2 separate regions of the Mus musculus genome follow, and region 2 is linked to region 1. The links are chromatin contacts, called in public HiChIP or PLAC-seq maps. All regions are on one chromosome and are shown on one strand. The core of a region is the stretch at or near the end of the contact, and the rest is flanking DNA. Distances in the headings are between cores, read along the strand shown.

Region 1 (5,336 bases), core at 1,711-4,210:
GATGACCAAGAGTCTTGAGATACGAGTTTTTGAGCAGTTCCTTGGCTTTCCAAAAAAGTAAGGGTGGGGAGTTGGGACTGGTGATAGAGAAATAGGGAATGTCCCCAAGAACCAGGGATTAGGATGTGGGGGCTGCAGAGAAGTGGCTTCAATTATGAGATGTAATGTCCCGAGATTTATAGAGAATAAGAGGAACAAGAAATGTTAAAATGCAAGAAAATGTTAAAATGCAAGAAAATGTTAAAATGCAGGAAAATGTTAAAATGCAAGAAAATGTTAAAATGCAAGAAAATGTTAAAATGCAAGAAAATGTTAAAATGCAGAGAAGTTCACCACATAGGCATGGACACACTCCAATAGGCAGTAAAGGAGCTCTAGGAATTCACAAAGACACACACACACACACACACACACACACACACACACACACACACACACACACACACACTCAAAGCCAGGCACCAGATCTGAGTGCATACAAAGACCCCAAACATCACAGATGTGTCTACAATCCCAAGAGATTAGAATTTCACTGATGTGCCAACAGTCACACAAGTGGCAAACTGCAAGAGAAGTCTCTCCCTCCATTTAAACTGGGGCCATATCCACCCAGTCTTCACGTGCTTCTCCCTGTTTCTTCTCCTTTTCTTCTCTGCTTTAGGTCCTTTTAATCTCTGTCCAGAGAAGCACACACGCGTATATGCAACATGAGGGTGCTTGTGTATGCATGCAAGCACACAGGTATAGGGTTCCTTTAGTGTGTCCATCTCCTTTCCCTGGAACTCAAACTTAGATTCTCACTCCCATCAGGCAGTCCTTTTGTCGAGCTCTCTCCCCCTCCCTTCTCTCTCTAAAGGTTTCCCCTCCCCCTCTCTGAACCACCAGCTTTCTGATTCACCTTCCATAAGGAGGATAACGTGACCCCCCCCCCCCCAGCCCACGGCTCCAGGGAACCAGGCTGAGAAGATGAAGAAAGATGGGGAGGGAAAAGGGAAGGAGGGTCTAGCCACAGTTGTGTGTGGAGGGGTGTCAGATGCTGCTGTGCTGTTGTTTTTGTTGTTGTTGTTGTTGTTGGTGTGTCTTTAGGCACCCCTCCCTCCATTCTTTGGAATATCCACTGTCACCTTGGTTCTCAAGTTTGTTTATTTATTTTTCTTTCTCTCTCCTTTAGCCTGCTTCTTCAACCTGCTTCAGGTTCTTTTCCTTCCATCCCCCTGTCCCCATCTCTCTTCTCTTTCCTCTCTCACCCCACCTTTTCTCTGCAGAGCTGATGGGGTTTCTTCTGGGAAAGTCAAGCCACTGATGGAAGGGAGAAGCCACTGCTGGTTATAGAGAGAAAGCACGTGAGTGTGTGTGTGTGTGTGTGTGTGTGTGTGTGTGTGCCCGCGCGCGCGCCCTCGCGCGTGCACGAGCTAGGGGCTTAAAATGAGGGTCAGTAACAGGATGGTATGAGGGGGCTGACTCTGAAAGAGGTTCTGAGACCCTCCAGATGCCCTCCCCATTCTGGTTTCCAAAGTGTCAGGGTGCGGGGGGGCTTTGCGTGTGCCTATAAGCACCCCTGTGTCCGCAGTCCTTGTGTGTCTGGTGTGTGTCATTGTCCCCCCCCTTTCCCTGCCCACGCCCCCGCACTGCTCTCCGCCTGCACCGCAGCCCCCTCCAGCCTTCCTCCCTCCCCTTCATTCCTGCAGTAGCAGCTCCCGGGGCCACCTTTCCCTCTCCTCTACCCCCTCCCCATTTCCGTCCTCCCATCCCACCCCCGCCCACGTCTGGTCTCCCTTCACTGGACCCGGCTGGCTGATAGATTTTCTGCGCAATCTCTGCGTCATCGCCCCCCACTCCCGGAACCTCTAACTGTCCAAGCCCCCAGCCCCAACCCCTCTGGGCAGGAGATACGGTCGAAGGGTCTGATGGCTGAGAGGGTCCATCTCTGACGTTGCAATTCACCCCCCCCCCCCGGTCGCGTTCAGACCTCCCCTTTAAGCGGTAGAGAGAAATGGAGTTGAGTCACCCTCTCCACCTGCTCAACCCCCTCCCCACCTGGTCTGCTCTCGCCCTCCAAATGTCCTTGGGTGGGGGCTGTGGGGGAGAGGGAGACAGGCTGAAGGGTGTGGGAGAGTTGGATTAAAAGGGGGCACAACAGGAACCCCCTAACAGCCACAGCAGAGCCCGCTGGCCAGAAGGACAGACACACCTTTTTTTCCCCAACCCCTTCAGACACGAACTGGTTTGAACAGACACGACCCAAAGGCACACACATCGTCAATCTTTCCCTTTTCTCTCTCGACTAGGACCCTTTCCAAGGTGATTACCCAAACCGCAAGATCCACCCATCTGCGCTGACCCTGGGCGGGCATCCCGCACCGCAAATCCACCCCCTCCTCTCAGGTTCAAGTTGTCCTTGGGCGTGCTCCCTATAGACCATACTGTGGCGGAGTAGGGAGCCAGGCCCCTTCCCCTTTCAAACCCTTACCGTCCCCCCATCCAGTACTGATCTTTTACTGGCGCCCAATTAGATGCTGGCGGTGCCCTCTTCCTATTCTGCTCAGCAACGCAGGCTCCGCGCCGCAAGTGCTTTGTAACCCACCCTCCCGCCTTCTGGTTCCTCTGTACCCACCCTTCCATTCATTTTTACATTCATTCATTCATCCTTTTCTCCTCGTCCCTCCTTCATTCATTCATAGCCCCCTGCCCCGCCCGCCTCGACATTTCATTCATTCATTCATTCATTCATTTCCCGGAGCTCGGCTAGCGCACGCCCCTCTAGCCGAGGGCCCTACTGCGCAGGTGCAGGCCGGGAGCGACGCTTATCCTCCAATCATTGGACTTTCACCGTCCACCAGACACCCGCCCGCTTCCCCATGAATGAACATTGACGTCAATGGGGCGGGGCTATCCCACGTGACCCCGCGCGCTCCCCTTTATAAGGCAGAGGCGGCGCGGGCGCTGTCCAGCGTGCTGAAGCCGGAGCGAGAGCGCTGTTGCTGACCCAGCTGAGCCCAGCTTCTAGGACGCCAGCCCTCGACCATCGCTCATACTCCAGCCACGGAACAGAGCCAAGGCGGACCGGTCCCGACTTTCCCCCTGCCCCGACCCTCCTCTCCACCTCCCGCCGTCGTGACACCGGCTGGTAAATACTCCGCTGTCCATCCCTCCAACCCTCTTCACTCGTGGGCGTGAAGGGAGGATTTTCTTTCCATATGGGGTATTGAGAGCATAGCGGTGTGCCCCCGGGAAGGGTCTTTGGTAAAAGGGGAGTCTCTGCTTTTTTGTCGCTGATGAAGTCACCCACGCACCATCCGGGGAGTCCTGTGGGGAGGGAACAGATCCCCCCTCCCGCTTATCATTGCTGCTTAGTACGCGGGCGCTGGCTGAGAGATGACTTAGGGAAGGGGGCGACAGGAGGTACTGGGTACCCAGAAGGAGGATTGCGGGCGTTCTCTGCCCATTTGCACGACCCCAGAGATCGCCACATCTTTCTTGTTCTCTGCTAAACGTTTCTTTTCGGGTAAGGTTAGAGAAATGAGGGAAACCCCGGATTTCCTGCTTAAAGGTGGGGGGAGGGAAAGCAGAAATAGAAAGCGGGGAGTTCTTATAGAAATCCTCTATTTCTTTGATTTCTTCTATTTTTCAGTCTCTGGCAGCCCGTTGGTCATGAAAACCTTCACGTTGCCGGCATCCGTCCTCTTCTGCTTCCTTCTACTGATCCAGGGGTTGGGAGCAGCGCCCCCCGGGCGCCCCGATGTTTTTCCTCCTCCCCTCAGCTCTGAGCATAATGGGCAGGTAGCTGAGGACGCAGTGTCCCGGCCAAAGGATGACGGCGTACCAGAGGTCCGAGCTGCTCGGAATCCCGAGCCTCAGGACCAGGGAGAGCTCTTCCAGGGCGTGGATCCCCGGGCGCTGGCCTCGGTACTGTTGCAGGCACTGGACCGTCCGGCCTCGCCCCCGTCGGTCCCGGGAGGTTCCCAGCAGGGAACACCCGAAGAAGCAGCAGAAGCTCTGCTGACCGAGTCCGTGCGCAGTCAGACCCATAGCCTCCCGGCACCAGAAATCCAAGCGCCCGCTGTGGCCCCCCCTCGCCCTCAGACTCAGGACCGCGATCCCGAGGAGGACGACCGCTCAGAAGAGCTGGAGGCGCTAGCATCCTTGCTCCAAGAACTTCGAGATTTCAGTCCGAGCAATGCTAAGCGCCAACAAGAGACGGCGGCAGCAGAGACTGAAACCCGCACGCACACGCTGACCCGAGTCAATCTGGAGAGCCCCGGGCCAGAGCGCGTGTGGCGCGCTTCCTGGGGAGAGTTCCAGGCGCGCGTTCCGGAGCGCGCTCCTCTTCCGCCCCCGGTCCCTTCCCAATTCCAGGCTCGAATGTCCGAAAGCGCTCCCCTTCCCGAAACTCATCAGTTCGGGGAAGGAGTGTCCTCCCCTAAAACACATTTAGGTGAGACTTTGACACCCTTATCCAAGGCGTATCAAAGTCTAGGTGGCCCCTTCCCTAAGGTGCGCCGGCTCGAGGGCTCATTCCTGGGCGGCTCCGAGGCAGGAGAGCGCCTGCTTCAGCAAGGATTAGCTCAGGTAGAGGCAGGGAGGAGACAGGCGGAGGCCACCCGGCAGGCCGCGGCGCAAGAAGAGCGGCTGGCCGATCTCGCCTCCGACCTGCTGCTCCAGTATCTGTTGCAGGGCGGAGCCCGGCAGCGCGATCTCGGGGGTCGCGAGCTGCAGGAGACGCAGCAAGAGCGGGAGAACGAGAGGGAGGAGGAGGCAGAGCAGGAGAGGCGAGGTGGTGGGGAGGACGATGTGGGGGAAGAGGATGAGGAGGCGGCGGAGGCGGAGGCGGAGGCAGAGGAGGCGGAGAGGGCGCGGCAGAACGCACTCCTGTTCGCCGAGGAGGAGGACGGGGAAGCCGGAGCCGAGGACAAACGCTCCCAGGAGGAGGCGCCAGGCCATCGGCGGAAGGATGCTGAGGGGGCAGAGGAGGGCGGGGAGGAGGATGACGACGACGAGGAGATGGATCCGCAGACGATCGATAGTCTCATTGAACTGTCCACCAAACTCCACCTGCCAGCAGACGATGTGGTCAGCATCATCGAAGAGGTGGAGGAGAAACGGAAGCGGAAGAAGAACGCCCCTCCCGAGCCGGTGCCGCCTCCCAGGGCTGCCCCAGCCCCGACCCATGTCCGCTCTCCGCAGCCCCCACCTCCCGCCCCAGCCCGGGATGAGTTGCCGGACTGGAACGAAGTGCTCCCACCCTGGGATCGGGAGGAGGATGAGGTGTTTCCCCCGGGGCCCTATCACCCCTTCCCAAACTACATTCGGCCGCGGACACTGCAGCCGCCCGCATC
Region 2 (5,483 bases), core at 8-2,507, 490 kb after region 1:
TTCCGCCAGCCACAACCTGAGAACCCTGCTCCCACCTTGACCTTTTTTCTGAGGGGCAGTTGTTGATGTAGGGTAGGAGTTTAGGTCTTGGTTCCTATTCCTGTGGCCACACCCACCTGCTCAGAGCCTACCGTGAGTGGAGTGAGTACCTGTGGCTCTGGAAGTCCTGTCTGCTTAGTTTGTGCTGAAACCCAGCCCCCTCAGACAGATGCCCTAAGTTTTCTTTAGAGAAGTTGGCTTGTTCCAAGGCTTGTCATACTGCTTTATAAAATGGACCATTCCTCTATAGAACATAAGCGGCCCCAATGCCTGCCTGTCTTATTTTTTGAGACAGGGTCTCATATAGCCCAGGCTGGCCCTAAACTCTTATGTAGCCAGAAGTGACCTTAAATTTCTGAACCTCCTGCCTCTCTCTATCTCCCAAGTGTTTGGGATCAAAGCCGGGTGCTATATTCCTTGTTGGTGTGGTGTTGGGGGCAGAGTCTAGGGCTTCAAGTATGGTGAATAAGTGCCCCCCCACCCCCAGCCAAACTATATCCCCAGTCCAGTGATTGTTTCAGAATAGTCTTACTGTGTGCTGTCCCAGGTTGTCCCAGGAACTTGCAGTCCTCTTGCCTTTGTCTCCTGAGTGCTGGGATTACAAACATGGGCATTACAAAGCAGGCTTAAGTTTTGTGCTGAAAATCCTCACTGTATTCTGGGCACACTGGTTACCTCAGCCATCCCATGAGAGCACCTCTGACCAATGACCACATTGTCCCTTCTCCTGAGTGCACTGTACCCGGCAGCTGTGGGCCAGGGGCTGGGAGACTGTCTAATTCACTGGGGTAACCTCTCTCTTCCTCCTCTTCTCCCTAAGGATCTCTCCCAGATGTGAAAGTTTCTCCCAGGCACTTAGAGGCTAGAGCTAGTTGCTTGGGGATCCTAGTTCAGCGCAGCCCGGCCCCTGTGAGACCAGAGAGCCCTTGTTTCCCTGGACAGAACTGTCAGGTGAGTGTTGGGCCACCAGAGGGCGTCCCACTGAGCTGGAAGGGGCTCAGGCTTCAGTGTTCCCTCACTCCCTAGGACTCTCCCCTACCCTGACTCAGCTTTGGTTAACTCATGGTGTGAGTGGTCACCTGTCTGGTGTAGGTGAGTTCAATGCCAAAATGTCTCACCGTCTAGATGGAGGCCTGTCACTGGCCCAGCAAAGTGCTGGCGCCATGACTGATCTGCCCTGCACCAGCTTACTCATGACTTGTCTGTGACCCTACAGGTATTTGGACAGTACTCTCCTGGTCCTGTCTCTGCCATTCATCCTTGACCTTTGAGAAGCATCGAAGCTCCACAATGGCAGCAGAGACACTCAACTTTGGGCCTGAGTGGTGGGTCACTTAAGCTCTGGTCCAGGGGAAAAGCTGGTGTAGGGGTGAAGGGCCACGTGGACCTCCGTCTCCCCTTTTTTTTTGTACCTGTTTTAGGCTGAGAGCCCTTTCGAGTGGTGGCAGCGTGGCCTCTCCACCCCCATCTCCTGCCATGCCCAAATACAAGCTGGCAGATTACCGCTATGGGCGAGAGGAGATGCTGGCCCTCTATGTCAAGGAGAACAAGGTGAGGTTTGGGATGGAGCACAGCTCCCTCGCCCATTTGCCTTATCTGTGAGTTGCCTCTGAGTGGTTAATATATTGGGCCTCCTGCCCCATCCCAGGTCCCGGAGGAACTACAGGACAAGGAGTTTGCTGCAGTGTTACAAGAGGAACCGCTGCAACCTCTGGCTCTGGAGCCTCTGACTGAGGAGGAGCAGGTGGGGCTGGGCCTAGGGTGGAGGAGGGAGGGGCTGGGCTTGGGAAGATGGGGGCTGACTGGGTGACGGTCCTCACTGCCATCCCTGGCTCCCTCCTCAGAGAAACTTCTCGCTGTCGGTGAACAGTGTGGCTGTGCTGAGACTGATGGGGAAAGGGGCTGGGCCCCCTTTGCCTGCCACCTCCCGTGGCAGGGGCAGCACTCGGAGCCGAGGTAGACAGCGACTCCTCGTATTTTTTAGGGGAGGAGGTGGGCAGAGTTGGAGTGGGTGGTGGCAAGGATACAGAGGGACACTGGAGGGTCCCAGACCCAGTGTAAACCCTCTTCTTCAGGGCGAGGCCGTGGTGACAGCTGCTTTTACCAAAGAAGCATTGAGGAAGGCGATGGGGCCTTCGGAAGGAATCCTCGGGAGATCCAGCGAAGCCAAAGCTGGGATGACAGGTGGGGATGACAAGATGGAGAGAGACGGGCAGAACGGAGGAGTGCCACTGAGCTGGAATAGGGTGACTAGAGGGACCAGAGACACCCAGCAGGCCAGCCCTGATCAGAGCCCCTGGGTCGTGTCTACCCAGCCTAGCACCCCCTGGGGAAGGGTGATGTTTGACCGACGCCTTTCTTCACAGAGGCGAGAGGCGGTTTGAGAAGCCTGCAAGGAGGGATGGAGGTATGAGCGTGTTGATGATGGTGGCCAGCATGGTCGGGAGGCAGTGGAGGTGGGGTTCCCAGGTAGGGGGATGGGGGGGGAGCTAATAGGAGTAAGCTCTCTTGAGGTTCATCCATGCTTACTGTTTGTCTCCCCTGTGCCAGTACGGTCTGGCTTTGAGGAGGGAGGGGCTGGCCCAAGGAAGGAGCATGCACGCTCAGACAGTGAGAATTGGCGCTCACTTCGAGAGGAGCAAGAGGATGATGGCAGCTGGAGACTTGGGGCGGGACCCCGGCGAGATGGTGATCGCTGGCGTTCCACCAGCCCTGGTAAGATGGGGGCTAGGTGGGGTCAGGATATCCTGGCGATACTAGGGAAGAGGTGCCATGCACGCGAGGAACAAGAAGATCCCAGGGGAAGCCTGGTGGACTGGAGAAGGTGGGGCTTGGCTTGGCTGGGCACTAGAGGATTTTTGCCCTTCTCCAACTTTCTCTTTCAGATGGTGGTCCCCGCTCTGCTGGCTGGCGGGAGCATGGGGAGCGGAGGCGCAAGTTTGATTTTGATTTGCGAGGGGAGCGCGGAGGGTGTGGTGAAGAGGATGGGCGGGTTGGGGGCGGCAACTCTCACCTCCGGAGATGCCGGGGGCTCGATGGCTTTGAAGATGACAAGGATGGGCTCCCCGAGTGGTGCCTGGAGGATGAGGATGAGGAGATGGGCACTTTCGATGCCTCCGGAGCCTTCCTGCCCCTTAAGGTACTCATCTCAGGGGCCAGTGGGGTGGTGGCAGCTGCCCCCTGGCTGCCCTCCCACTGTGTCCACTCTGCCCTCCCCACACAGAAGGGCCCCAAGGAAGCCATCCCTGAGGAGCAGGAGCTTGATTTCCGGGGCCTGGAGGAGGAGGAGGAGGAGGAGGAGGAGCCGTCAGAAGGGGTGGATGAAGAGAGGCCTGAGGCAGGTGAGCCCTCATAGCGGTGCAGGGACAAGGCCTGAGAAGCTCGGGCTGGGGCAAGTTGGCAGAGATGTGTTGCTAAGCTGGCTGCTGACTGGCCGCCCATGTGTCAGGTCAGGCCGCTTAGAAACGTTCAGGCGGGAGTGGTGAGACGGTTTGGCACGTGAAAGGCTTGCCACCAAGCATCATGCTGTGAGTTCAATCCCTGGAACCCACAGGAGAGAGGGGAGAAGAACCATTTCCACCAGGTTGTCCTCTAGCCTGCAGCACGTGTGCTGGGGTGGGTGGCGGGCCGGGGCGGGCCCAGGCAGGTGTGCAGAGAAATCTTTGTTAGGTGTGAGCACACAGCCCCTCACCACATGTAGGTCCTCCCCTCTCTCAGCGCAGGACCAGGGCCAGCGTGCTTAGTGTGGACTGCGTGGTTCTCTATGTCTGTGCTCGTGCTTGGTTAGGGCTTGACCAGAGTCAGAAGGATAGACTCACTACCCAAGGTCACACGTGTTGACTTGCACTGCCTCAGATACCACCCCCTGCAGTTGTCTTTTCCTGTGTATGTGGGCAGGTCAGAGGACAAGTGTCCTTGCCTTTCACCTTGTATATGGTAGGATCTCTGTTCTTTGTCTGTGCCAAGCTAGGCTTACAAACTTAATGGCGGATCTCCTGTCCTTTCCGTGTTTCCATAGGAGAACTGGGATTGCAGACACACACTAGCACAAGTGGCTTTTACGGGTTCCTGGGATTTCACCCAGGTCCTCTTGCCTGGGAACCAAGCCCTTTTATCCATCAAGCTGGCTCCTTGGCCCTAGCTCTTCCGGTTGGAGTTCTGGTAATCACGTATTTATTTCTTCCAGGAGGGAAGGAGGCAACCCCATTGCCGCCTCCAGAGAACTCCAGCTCACCGTCTTCACTGCCAGCCTTGGGTCCTCTCTGGACGACAAATGAGGAGGGTGGTGAGGCAGTGGAGAAAGAGCTGCCTCCTGCTGAAGGTAGGCTGGCAAGAGCCGTGCAGAGGGGAGTGATGGGCGTGGCTAGTGAAGTGCAGTTGTGGCAAGAGCCTGTTTTCCTAGCAGCTACAGGAGCCATCTTGTTCGTTTCTCTGCCCCTCCCTACTTTCCCATCTCCCTAGGTGACGAGTTGAGGGGACTGTCTCTGAGTCCTAGAATCAGTTCACCTCCTGGCCCACCTGGAGATCTAGAAGACGAAGAAGGCTTGAAGCACTTGCAGCAGGTTTGGGGTTGTCTGTACATGCTGCGGGGGCTCCCCTCCAGGGTTGCAGAGCCCTTTGCCCCATGTGTCCCAGATCTGTCTGACAGGGTCCCTCTCCTGCCCTCAAGCCCAGCCTCCTCAGGCGGCTCAGACTCCCTCTTTTCCTGACTTCCAGGAGGCAGAGAAGCTGGTGGCCTCCCTGCAGGACAGCTCCCTGGAGGAGGAGCAGTTCACCGCTGCCATGCAAACCCAGGGCCTCCGCCACTCCACAGCTGCCACTGCCCTTCCCCTCAGCCATGGCGCTGCCCGAAAGTGGTTCTACAAGGACCCACAGGGGGAAATCCAAGGTAGCGGTGGGTAGCAGGCTGCTGGGACTCCATGTTGCTCAAGCAGATCTTAGAGTGCCCTCTGACTATGCCATAGCCACCTCCTGACCCCTCTTGATGCCCTTGTTCCAGGCCCTTTCACGACCCAGGAGATGGCTGAGTGGTTCCAGGCTGGCTACTTCTCCATGTCACTCTTAGTGAAGAGGGGCTGCGATGAGGGTTTCCAGCCTCTGGGAGAGGTGATCAAGATGTGGGGCCGTGTGCCCTTTGCCCCAGGGCCCTCGCCACCCCCGCTGCTGGTGAGCACTGTCTGCTCGGCAGGTTGCAGGGAAGGCCAGTGGGGGCAGCAGCAGGACCGCAGGCTTCCCAGCACCTCACATGCTCCTGCTGGGCATACTCACACAGGCGTGCTCTGACCTCCCACAGGGCAACATGGATCAGGAGCGGCTGAAGAAGCAGCAGGAGCTGGCTGCGGCAGCCCTGTACCAGCAGCTGCAGCACCAGCACTTTCTGCAGCTGGTTGGCAGGTATGGGGGGAGCTTGGGGGCTTGTTGTGGGCACGAGAGTGGTCCTGCGT

What was found. HiChIP or PLAC-seq counts read pairs in DNA pulled down with a chosen protein or histone mark.
Region 2: a contact with region 1 is called in a FOXA1 HiChIP or PLAC-seq map of pancreatic cancer cells. The contact joins the promoter of Gigyf1 here to the promoter of Vgf in region 1. A contact is called at or near these places in 5 of 39 promoter capture datasets (the 3T3-L1 cell line, embryonic stem cells, hippocampal neurons and 2 more), 7 of 484 Hi-C or Micro-C datasets (Th1 cells, cortical neurons, embryonic stem cells and 1 more) and 12 of 115 datasets of contacts at active chromatin or transcription factors (SST interneurons, bone marrow-derived macrophages, differentiating embryonic stem cells and 5 more).

Annotation. Positions count from the first base shown.
Region 1 is chr5:137,027,335-137,032,670 of GRCm38.p6, forward strand. It overlaps Vgf (VGF nerve growth factor inducible), which reads left to right and starts at 2,961. Exons shown (of 2, transcript NM_001039385.1): 1 at 2,961-3,127; 2 at 3,632-5,336. The coding sequence starts at 3,652.
Region 2 is chr5:137,517,623-137,523,105 of GRCm38.p6, forward strand. It overlaps Gigyf1 (GRB10 interacting GYF protein 1), which reads left to right and starts at 1,258. Exons shown (of 24, transcript NM_031408.2): 1 at 1,258-1,364; 2 at 1,461-1,590; 3 at 1,688-1,783; 4 at 1,884-1,995; 5 at 2,115-2,223; 6 at 2,406-2,446; 7 at 2,590-2,754; 8 at 2,925-3,178; 9 at 3,263-3,380; 10 at 4,226-4,360; 11 at 4,501-4,601; 12 at 4,756-4,927; 13 at 5,039-5,205; 14 at 5,333-5,433. The coding sequence starts at 1,330.